3 separate regions of the Muntiacus reevesi genome follow, and regions 1 and 3 are each linked to region 2. A link is a contact called in public Hi-C data. All regions are on one chromosome and are shown on one strand. The core of a region is the stretch at or near the end of the contact, and the rest is flanking DNA. Distances in the headings are between cores, read along the strand shown. Region 1 holds the start of TXNDC15 (thioredoxin domain containing 15). Region 2 holds the start of SEC24A (SEC24 homolog A, COPII coat complex component). Region 3 holds the start of UBE2B (ubiquitin conjugating enzyme E2 B).

The links. A called contact is a pair of places that touch in the nucleus more often than the background predicts.
Region 1: a contact with region 2 is called in a Hi-C map of muscle, with 2.4 times the contacts expected there. The contact joins the promoter of TXNDC15 here to the promoter of SEC24A in region 2. A contact is called at or near these places in 2 of 3 Hi-C or Micro-C datasets (blood and muscle).
Region 3: a Hi-C map of muscle shows a contact between it and region 2, with 3 times the contacts expected there. The contact joins the promoter of UBE2B here to the promoter of SEC24A in region 2. A contact is called at or near these places in 2 of 3 Hi-C or Micro-C datasets (blood and muscle).

Annotation. Positions count from the first base shown.
Region 1 is chr1:224,404,360-224,407,602 of mMunRee1.1, forward strand. TXNDC15 (thioredoxin domain containing 15) reads left to right here and starts at 1,746. Exons shown (of 5, transcript XM_065918578.1): 1 at 1,746-1,905. The coding sequence starts at 1,839.
Region 2 is chr1:224,227,506-224,230,804 of mMunRee1.1, forward strand. SEC24A (SEC24 homolog A, COPII coat complex component) reads left to right here and starts at 1,653. Exons shown (of 22, transcript XM_065918571.1): 1 at 1,653-2,194. The coding sequence starts at 2,098. It overlaps LOC136156122 (a long non-coding RNA gene), which reads left to right. Exons shown (of 3, transcript XR_010660907.1): 2 at 262-363; 3 at 1,302-1,486.
Region 3 is chr1:223,998,510-224,001,741 of mMunRee1.1, forward strand. UBE2B (ubiquitin conjugating enzyme E2 B) reads left to right here and starts at 1,785. Exons shown (of 6, transcript XM_065918555.1): 1 at 1,785-1,805. It overlaps CDKL3 (cyclin dependent kinase like 3), which reads right to left and starts at 1,021. Exons shown (of 12, transcript XM_065918559.1): 1 at 857-1,021. The coding sequence starts at 1,021.

The DNA.
Region 1 (3,243 bases), core at 496-2,995, 180 kb after region 2:
ATAGCCTGGAGTTAAAACTCCCCTCTGGGTCCTCCCCACCATTCTATGCAAAACAAAGAACTCTCTCACCTGAAGAAAAAAAATGGACATTAAGATAGATTATGCCCAGCTCCCAGCCGGTCCAGCCTCTGGCCATCCCCAGAATTCCTTGCCCCCGCTGTTTAAGAGATAACTACTCCGAACAACCTTGGAGAAGAACAGGCTTTCTTGGGTTAGTACAGCAGCTCACTAATCTGACTGCTGCCCCTTCTCCCCTCATTAAAGGTGATCTGACCTGTTCCTGTAAAGTGCCAGTCTCGGTCTTTTTCCAAACCCCGCCTTCTCTCCCTTACACTACACAAAACACTGTGAGTGCAGGTGTGTAGCTGTGAGTTACAATTTCTCCTTTCTTTTAAAAATATTTGTTTGGCTGCATCGGGTCTTAGTTGTGGCATGTGTGATGTAGTTCCCTGACCAGGGATCCCTGCATTGGGAGCCTGGAGTTTTAGCCACTGGACCACAAGGGATGTCCCAACAATTCCAAATATTATCAGTCTCTTGTGTAAACCCCCAGGATGTATGGTGTTGGTGCATAGAGTTCAGCCAAAGAAAGTGATGTCAAACTTTTTTACCTCGTAGGAAATGAAAGTAAAACCTGTTTTAAACCTCAATGTTTTAACCTCTCACTGAAAATAAGTGCATGTGCCACCTGGCGGTGAGACAGTCAAATATACATTCTGTCCTGCTGGCTGTATATATGGAATTGTCATCACAGATAGCATTTACCGTAAAACAAGTCTAACATCTGGAAGTGCATGTGTCCAAACAAACAGCCAAAACACAAACACAGAGAGGGGAATAGGACATAATAAAGAGGAAAAAGTGTGTGGATGAGCCAAATCAGCCTCCTTTTCATTAATCCTAAATTCTTCTAATCCTCTGTCCCATTGGCTTTTCATGCACCTTCAAATCCAGTAAGGAGGGTGTGTTGTTGTTAGTTGCTAAGTCTATCCTACTCTTTGCCACCCCATGACTATAGCCCTCCTGGCTCCTCTGTTCATAGGCATTCCCAGTCAAGAATACTGGAGTGGGTTGCCATTCCCTTCTCCAGGGGATCTCCCTGAAGCAGGGATGGAACTGGAGTCTCCTGCATTGGCAGGTGGATTCTTTACCCCTGAGCCACCAGGGAAGCCCAAGGTTACAGGAGACAAGAAATTAACGAAAATCTTTGCTACTACACTGTTGGGTGTAAGGTTGTTATTCCAAATGATGACCGCAGTGATCTAGTTTACAAATGTGGGCTCTTCCACCCCTGTTGTCCATTGTCCCAGCACCTTCTGGACCCACTAGAAAATTTACTGTAGCAAAACTAGGGCAGCCTAGCAATGGTCGGTCTCTTAACAGTGAAAAAACTCATTCGTTGTTTATGTGAAATTTTTAAATAGACATCCTGTGTTTTATGTGGCAACCTGGGAAGTGTAGCTGGAGATCTGAACTTCCATGAGCGCTCCAACAGGAGACTTCTGGGCCTTTCTGGCCCGAGAAGGAAGTGCTAGGCAGGGGCGCAGGGTGTGCTGCCAGCCGCCAGGCCGCACCAGGGTCAGGCAATATAGAAAACAGCCCGGAGCCCCACGGCGCAAGCCAGAGCCCAGGAGCCAGAGCTGGCCGCCCGACTCCAAGATGGCGCCCTCGGCCGCTGCCAGCTGCCAAGATGGCGGCGCGGGGCCGCGCCCGCGCTCCCGGCCTCTCCTCCCCCAGCCTTCCTCCCCCAGCCTTCCTCCGCCGCGGAGCGCGACTCGCGTCGCTGTGCGCCTGTTGCCCTTCGGCCTGGGAGTACCGGCCGGTGCCCGCCGCGCACCATGCGGCTCCTAGGCTGGTGGCAGGTTCTGCTGTGGGTGCTGGGGTCTCCTGCCCGCGCCGAGGAGAGTGAGTACAGGCCGGGGCCGTGGGCGGCGGCGCGGGAGGCTGTGCGTGAAATGACCGGCAAGGTGGTCTACCTGGGCGACGCTCTTTCGTCTGCGCGAAGGCCCGGATCTGCGCGCCTCGCCTCTTCCTGGCGCCCTCTAGAGCGCCTCTCTCTACGTCGTCCCGACCTCTTTCCCCCGGTGGTCCCGGCTCGCGGTCCGGGGTGGGAGGCGCTGGGGCGGGATGCCCCGAGCGTGTATTAGCGCTTACTGAGGCGTACCCGCATGCGCTGAGCACTTTATTATTAATGACAGTCATAACGAGTAGCCGACCTGGACCGTGGCGCAGAGTCGGACACGGCTTAGCGACTGATCAACAACAACCGTGCCCTCAGTAGGAGCCAGGAACTGTGCATAGTACTTTCTGTCACGTTCTCCTTGTCTTCCCACCGAGATATGTTCTGAGTATCCCTGTTTTGCTGATGAAGATGCTGAGCTCAGAGAGGCGACGTAATCTGCCTACATTTGTGCTTCTGGTAATTGGCAGAGCCTGTATCTCTCACTGCAAAGCCCACGATTTACTTTGCACCCTGCTGGACCACTTTCTTAAGAAGGTCATTCTTGCTCAGGTGCCTGTGTGAAGGATAGATGGCAACAGCACAGCAGACACCCCGGGTGACCCGCTGCTTGCCAGATTTTGCTCTTAGGCCCTCCTCCGTGGGGGAAGGCAGCCACCTGGAGGCATGGCTGGGACTTCGTCTCATTGCTCTTTCTCCCCACTCCTCACAGCTCTGTTAAAGTCCAGACCTTTTGAACTTGCTTGTTATTCAGAATTTACCAGAAATACGCGGGCTTCCCAGGTAGCGCTAGTGTTAAAGAACATGCCTGTCAATGCAGGAGACAGAAGAGATGCAGGTTTGATCCCTGGGTGGGGAAGATCCCCTGGAGGAGGGCATGGCAATCTACTCCAGTATTCTTGCCTGGAGAACCCCATGGACAGAGGAGCCTGGCGGGCTACAGCCCATGGGGTCGCAAAGAGTAGGACACGACTGAAGCGACTTAGTGCGCATGCATCAGAAGTATGCAGGGCCTTCCTTTTGCAACAGTGTCCTGGAAAGAGGCAAGGCAGCCGGCTTGCTGAGTGATGAAAAGTAATGAAAACACTCATTGTATGCCAGGCAGTATCCTTAGCGCTTTTTGAGCATCATTTGTTATTTTTATTCAAAAGAACTTGTTTCCCTATCACAAAAATTGTATAACCATACCACCAACAGCTGCAGAGTCCGTAGGGTTACATCAATGGTGGAGAGTTCACTGGGTATTTCCAATGTCCTTAAGGTCATAAAGGAGAAAAAAAGGA
Region 2 (3,299 bases), core at 403-2,902:
AGATGACAAATAATGCCTTTTCCTTCAATATTTTAAAGCTGTTACATTGAAAATGTAAAAGACACTTGAAAGACTTAACCATAGTTTTGTTTCTTGTTTTTGTTTTTGGAGTGGGGGGTGATAATAGCAACAGGGATACATAGGGGTGTGACACATTTTAGAAAAAGCATTGTTTACTTATTAGCAAATTATTTACATTTATTTAACCTGATTGAACCAGAGGTTACTTGCTTTTTAAAATGGCTAATTCTTCTTCATCAGTTGCTGCTGCTGCTGTTGTTTTTTTGCTGAACAGAGATATTGCTTAAACAGAACAAAGTCCAAAGAAAACTTGATTTAACCAAATCCAACTCGGATGCCAAGGTTAGTAAACCAAGATCATTAAAATGTTGCATAAAAAATTAAACTAATGCAAGTTTGAGTCCAGGCCTAAGGATTTGCTCTTTTTTTTTTTTTTTGGATTTGCTCTTTTGAAGAGTAACACTGATTTTTCTAAGCTCAGGGAGGTTGAGTTTCTGAGGTCTATTTTCTCAGAAAATAGACTTGTGTTTATGTATCTTAAAACCATTGAGAGGCTTGTGATTGTGTATCTTTTCAAGTGGTCTTGGGACATATGCTTTGGGATTTTTGTTATGGGGCCCTAAGCTAAAAACATTTTGACCAAAAGTATCATCTTCATTCTAAAGACTTTGTACCTGTATCTTGTACAAAGGAATTGAGTTTTTCAATTTCATGCACAGCAAACACATTTTTACACATATGAGGCAAATGTTAAAAAAAAGATAAAAATTAACAGGTAGTTATTTGAATTCTTACTGTTTTCAGGCCTCTCACAGCAGTTTAGTTCTTACTTTTTGTATGTAATATAACATTTCATAGTAGGCATTTGATATTAAATGAGTTAAGATGTATTTCACCTTTCACAGATTTTGAAACCCTTGGCAAGACATTTTAGTCAACGACACAAGTCTATAGTTGAAAGGAGGGCTTTATCATCAGCTCAGGACAGGAAAAACCTAAGTATAAGGAAGGTGGCTAATATGATCACTGATGTCATTAACTATGTTGTCTAATCATTCCAGTTTCTACCTCCCCTTAGTCTCAAAAGTAAAAAAAAAAAAAAAAGTCTACTTGCAAGAAAAAAAGTCACCTTGCCTAGAAAGGAAGTTTGAATGTTGTACTTTACTGTAAACTCTTAGAAGAGGAAATAAAATTGCCATTTAAATATGTTAATGAACTCTGGCATGACTTGCTATATGAATCAGCGAGTTTCAAAATTAAAATTACTTTTGAATCTTCAGGTCAAAAAGCAAAGGCCTCCTCTTCGATTTGATTACTTTGAACACCTATACCTAATTAACCTTTAAAAAAAATCCCTTATAAATTACACCTGGAATATGATGAAATGTGAAATGAAATACCGTGATGAACATTAATCGGTTCAACAGAGGACAATGAAGTCTGTCCTCTCAGGTAATCTTCACAAAAACTGGAGAACTGTCAGTCCCACCCCTCGAAAGCTGCCACTGAAACCCTGACTGTCCTCAGATCCCGGCCTTGCCGCGTTCACGACGGCGGGGATTTCCGTGTCGGTGACACACGCCACTTCCGGCCGACAGTGAGAGTCAGTGACGTGGCAGGAGAGGCCGAGCACGGTCCTTCGGGCCGGGACACCCGGAGCTGTCAGGTGGCTCAGGGCAGCCCCGCCGGGAGAGAAGAGCTCACCGACTGAGGCTGCCGCTGCGAGGCCGGAGCCGGAAGTGCCACGTGTCCCGATTGCGCCTGCGCGCCCAGCGGCTGACAGGCAGTTCCGGTCGGGGCCTCCCTTAGTCTGTCTCCGCTTGGCTGCTGCTTTACAACCCGGCGTTCGCGGCCCCAGCGGCCCGACACCCAAGCCTCGGCACCCAGGCCAAGCTCTGACCGCCGGCGGACTGGGGAGAATGCGGCGCCATGCGTAGGGCTCCCTGCGCCGCCCTCTCTCAATCCGGCTTTCAGTCCTAAGTCGTTAGCCCCATCTCTGGCTTCCAGCCGTCGTTTTTCAACTCTTGGCTTGGGGCTGTCGCAGACCCCGACCAGACCCCTATAAACGTCGTCGTCATGTCCCAGCCCGGGATACCCGCCTCTGGCGGCGCCTCCACCGGCCTCCAGGCCCAGAATGGGGCCGCCTCGGCGTCGGGGTCTCCCTACACCAACGGTAAGTACCTCTGGGTGTTAAGAGTTGGGGAAGGCGAAGTTTGGGCCCCGGCCCGAGTTGACCTTTGGTTGTTGCCTCCGTCTGAGGGGACATCAGGCGAGAGTGACTTCCCTGCCAGGGTCAGGAGCGCCTGGAGCTGGGAGGCTGAGCCACAGGGACCGCGACTTGCTTAGTGTTTCATATTTATTTATTTATTCTTTCGTTCAGCATACAGTTGCTGAGCACTTGCTGTATAAAACGCCCTGGGTATACATGGGTGAAAAACACAGACGCCGTCATTAACTCACAACTCGCATGCAAGGCTCTTGGCATCTGTTTATGTGCCCTTTCTCTCCGCGCCACCTCACCTTCGTCTTCTGGAGAGCACGGTTTGGGGTCTGATTAATTTCGGTCCGGTCAGGCCTGCATTAAAGTACTCAGTGTGAACCTGCGGAGATGAATGGAGGATTATGCTTTGCCTCTTTAGGACCTGCTCCTCTCTCCCTGAACCTTCCCCGAATTGTACCTAGGCCACCTGTTCAGTTTTTCAGCTTTAGAAGGGGAGGATCTCCTGTTTGATTTCCAGAGGTCGTTACATCACTTGGAAAGTGATTGGACACAAATTCTCTGGACCTCTGACCAGAGTGTACATGTGGCACTATAATTTGTCATTCGGTGTGAGGATGTCTTCTAATTTTATACTCTTTCTAGGATTCTTTAAATTGTCCTATGTTGTGATTTGCTAAGTTCTTTATAATCATAAAGAACTTATAATAAAGACAGATGTTCTCCCAACATCTGTTGGGAGATGGGTTACCAGTTTACTTATAAATCTTTAGTTCTTGGAAACAAAACTAGTAGAATAATATTAAAATGCTTCAGTTTCCCATTGAAATCTAAGATTTCTGTGGAGTTCGAGAAAATAACCACTGACTAAAATAGCTAATTTACATTGTTTTTAGAGACTACTGGTTTCTTTACAAAGAAGGCTCCAAAAGACTTTTAAAAATGTCTATGAGTAGGCAAGTATGTAGGCAGTAGCAAGAATAAGTGAGAGTAAGCACTGAAATGGTATTAAGTTGAATCAGTTGTTTTTTCCCAAACTTATGGTAACAGATTATGTAAA
Region 3 (3,232 bases), core at 535-3,034, 230 kb before region 2:
ATATTACTACTTTCAATTCAAAGTGCTGCATTCTAGCAAGGTCCCTCACATTTAAGGATTCTTGAATTAAGGTCAGAACACATTTCCCTATTTTTACTTTCTCAGTCCTCCAATCTATAGTCCTCTATTCTAAAAAAATAATGCTAGATTAATATTAACCACTTCTTTACTCTGAATTCAAAATCTCTCGGAAAAATCAAGTTTTGATTTCTTAGCTTAGAAGACTTTAAAACCTATCTCCAATTTACTTCTCTCATCTCACTTCTTTCCACTTCTGTATAAGAAACTCTACAGGCAAATGCTCTTTGTCCACTCTGCTCTGCTCTTGGTTCTTTGTCTTGCTTTAGGCTCTCGAGCTTATGCTGTTTATGTTTCCTAAATCCTACATACCCTTTAAAGCCCAATTCAAGTTCCACCTCCTCCAAGAAATCTTCCCTATCCAGTAGGACTTTGTGTTAATCACTGGCTTTTACTGTGAGTTACTTAAAATTCACTGTTATTTTAATATGTCCTCTTGTCTTTCTGATTAAATAATAAAAGTTCTGAAGAGCAGGTACTGTCTCTCACCTCATTATAGTCACAACATCTGGCACAAACACAGACATTTTTATTAAGTGTTATAAAACTAAATAATTGAATAATTATTTCACATTTGGCAGTTTTTGTTACATTATACACAAGCACATTTATCTACTACCACTGTAAAATTACAAAATGTACACAATAAGGTAAGCTATCACACTTGTTTTTCTATTCCAAATACCTATGTTAACTGAAATATTCATTATATAAGTTTTTATTTTATAACAATCTCTTTTTTGACTTACAGAGAGCAATTAAGGTAAAAGAAGCAAACCTTTAGAAACTTTATTTCCCTCATTGCAATTTTGTTGACAGACTTTTCTGGTTTCTGATAAAATATCTTAATGGCCACTGTCTGCCCAGTATCCTTATGTTTACACTTCATGACTGTTCCATAACTTCCCTCTCCCACTTTTCCAAGGGTTTCATACATCTCCATTTTGAAGCCCGGTTTTTTCTTTATGGAAAGAAAGGGGGGGGGGGGGAGGGAGAAGATTAAACATTCATACCTTTATTCAACGTGGATAGTGCAATATCACAATAAACTAATACTTTAAATTACGGGAAAAGGAAAACTAGGATTCTTTTCCAAGAGTCGTGTTTGTCTCTGGGAACTCTGCCAGCTCGGTAGCAGGGCGTCTTTATGTGGCTTCGGCCACCACCAGAACTTGGGGGAACTTGCTACTGTTTCCATCATTCCCACCAAGCTTTAAGATGCTCTCACTACATGTCACCTATTCATCATGGGTAGGGTTCCCACACGTCTCGTCAAGCCCCATCAAATATAAGTTTTCCGCAAAGCTGCAGTCACCAACAGATCAGGCCCCGGGACCCAAGAAAACCTCGGTCCCGCCCGCTCCTCAAACCAGGAGTCTTAGAGTCCCAGACCAGTGCCGCGCCTCTTTCCCCACCGTCGACCTCGTCCGGGCAGCCGCCGCTGCCTCAGCCCATTCTGTGATCCTGCAGCCTGGCTCAGTGCAGTCACAGCGACTCCCACCCTACCTAGCCTGCTAGCTCCCGGCTGCCTACTACCATAGCAACGGGGCAGCAGGTCACTGGCTTAGGGTCTACTGCGCAAGACCGGAAAACCGGCCAGGCCCGACCCGGAAGGGAAAATGGAAACGCGTGGACAAGAGTTCCTGTGGGGGTTAACTGGAAGCTTCCCTGCGGGTGGAGGTCGGTAATACGAGCAGCTGTCGGTCAAACTGGGGCCACTACATAAGGTTGGTTCTGAGCCGCGACAGGGGAGGATCATACTTTGGCAAAAGCTCGAGAAACTGCAAATCCTCTAGGGAAGGGGAACCGGGGTGGAAGTTTATCCGACCTGCATCTTAGACGCTCGCAGGCCCGAGAACACTTGCTTCTTGTGCTGGTTCCTAAAAGGATGCTTGGTGTCACAGGTAGAGACTTCTTGTAAAACGAGACTTCCAAGGAAGTCTTGTAAAATTATAGTTTTCTAAGTTACCTAATTATCTTAATGTTACATAATCTGTGTTTAACCTCAGCTGTCGACGTTCATCCTTAAAACAGGGATAAGACGATTCATAAGAACATTTCTTGAACACCTCTTACATGCCAAAAAATTTTTTCCCTGAAGTCATAGTAATTCTCTTTTAAAAAAATTCCCTTTCTACACTTCAAAACTCGTAAAAGGCCCTCTTTGGAAAAGCAAATAATTCAAAGGGCTCCACCACAAAATAGAGTGACATACAAGGCACCCCAAATCTTAATCGTCTAAGAACTAGACATGGGGTTCGGATTGAGTGACAGCCTCCAATGAATAAAAAGAATATCACTGGAAATGCCCAGGCAGTGCTGTTTTCGTTACGGCTTTCATTTTCCTGCTAAAAAAAAAAGTTAAGCGTAAGAGGCCAAATCTCACTTTGCTTCTGAATAAGAGAAAGCATTATTATTATCCAATAAATTCTAGTCCAGTTGGTCTTACCCCAACATGCACATTAAAATCACACCTAGAAAAAAATAAAAAATAAAATCACACCTAGAGAGTTTGTTAAAAGGCCCCAACCCCAGAGATCCTGATTTAAATGAGTTAGGGTAAAGAAATTGGTATTTTAAAACATTCCTAAGTGTTTCTATGCTGCGACAGCTTTTATTGAGAGACGGAGGGGAAAGAGAGGTAGTTATGGTTTTTGCTTATCACCATAAAAATATTCAAAATTGTCTTTCCTTTTGAAAAGTTTTTCAACTATGTTATATTTTCTATGAGTATCACAGTAAATCTTATACTGGACCCAGACTTGTAAAGCACATTTATTAAATATTTGTTGTTGACTTATAATGTTGCCAAGGATCAAAGCATGAATCAGAGTCCCTGCTCTCAGTGAGCTCACAATCTAGAGCAACTGAGTCTACCCTGTAAAATTATAGCCTTAAATCTATCCTTTCTACAACTAGGTTATGACAGGGTTGGTAACCAGGACAACGTATGATTCTTGCTTATACAATAAAGCTCTCGGACTTTAATGAAACTTACTTGATTTGATCAAAAGCATTACTTCATTCTGGAAAACCATGAACTGTAGATTTCCAAAACAATTATAATTGCTAAACAAATGACATGACAGATTTTTTTTTTTTTTTTAATTCTCTTTAGCATTTCACTGTAGGGTAACCCTAACAGTATGTCTCC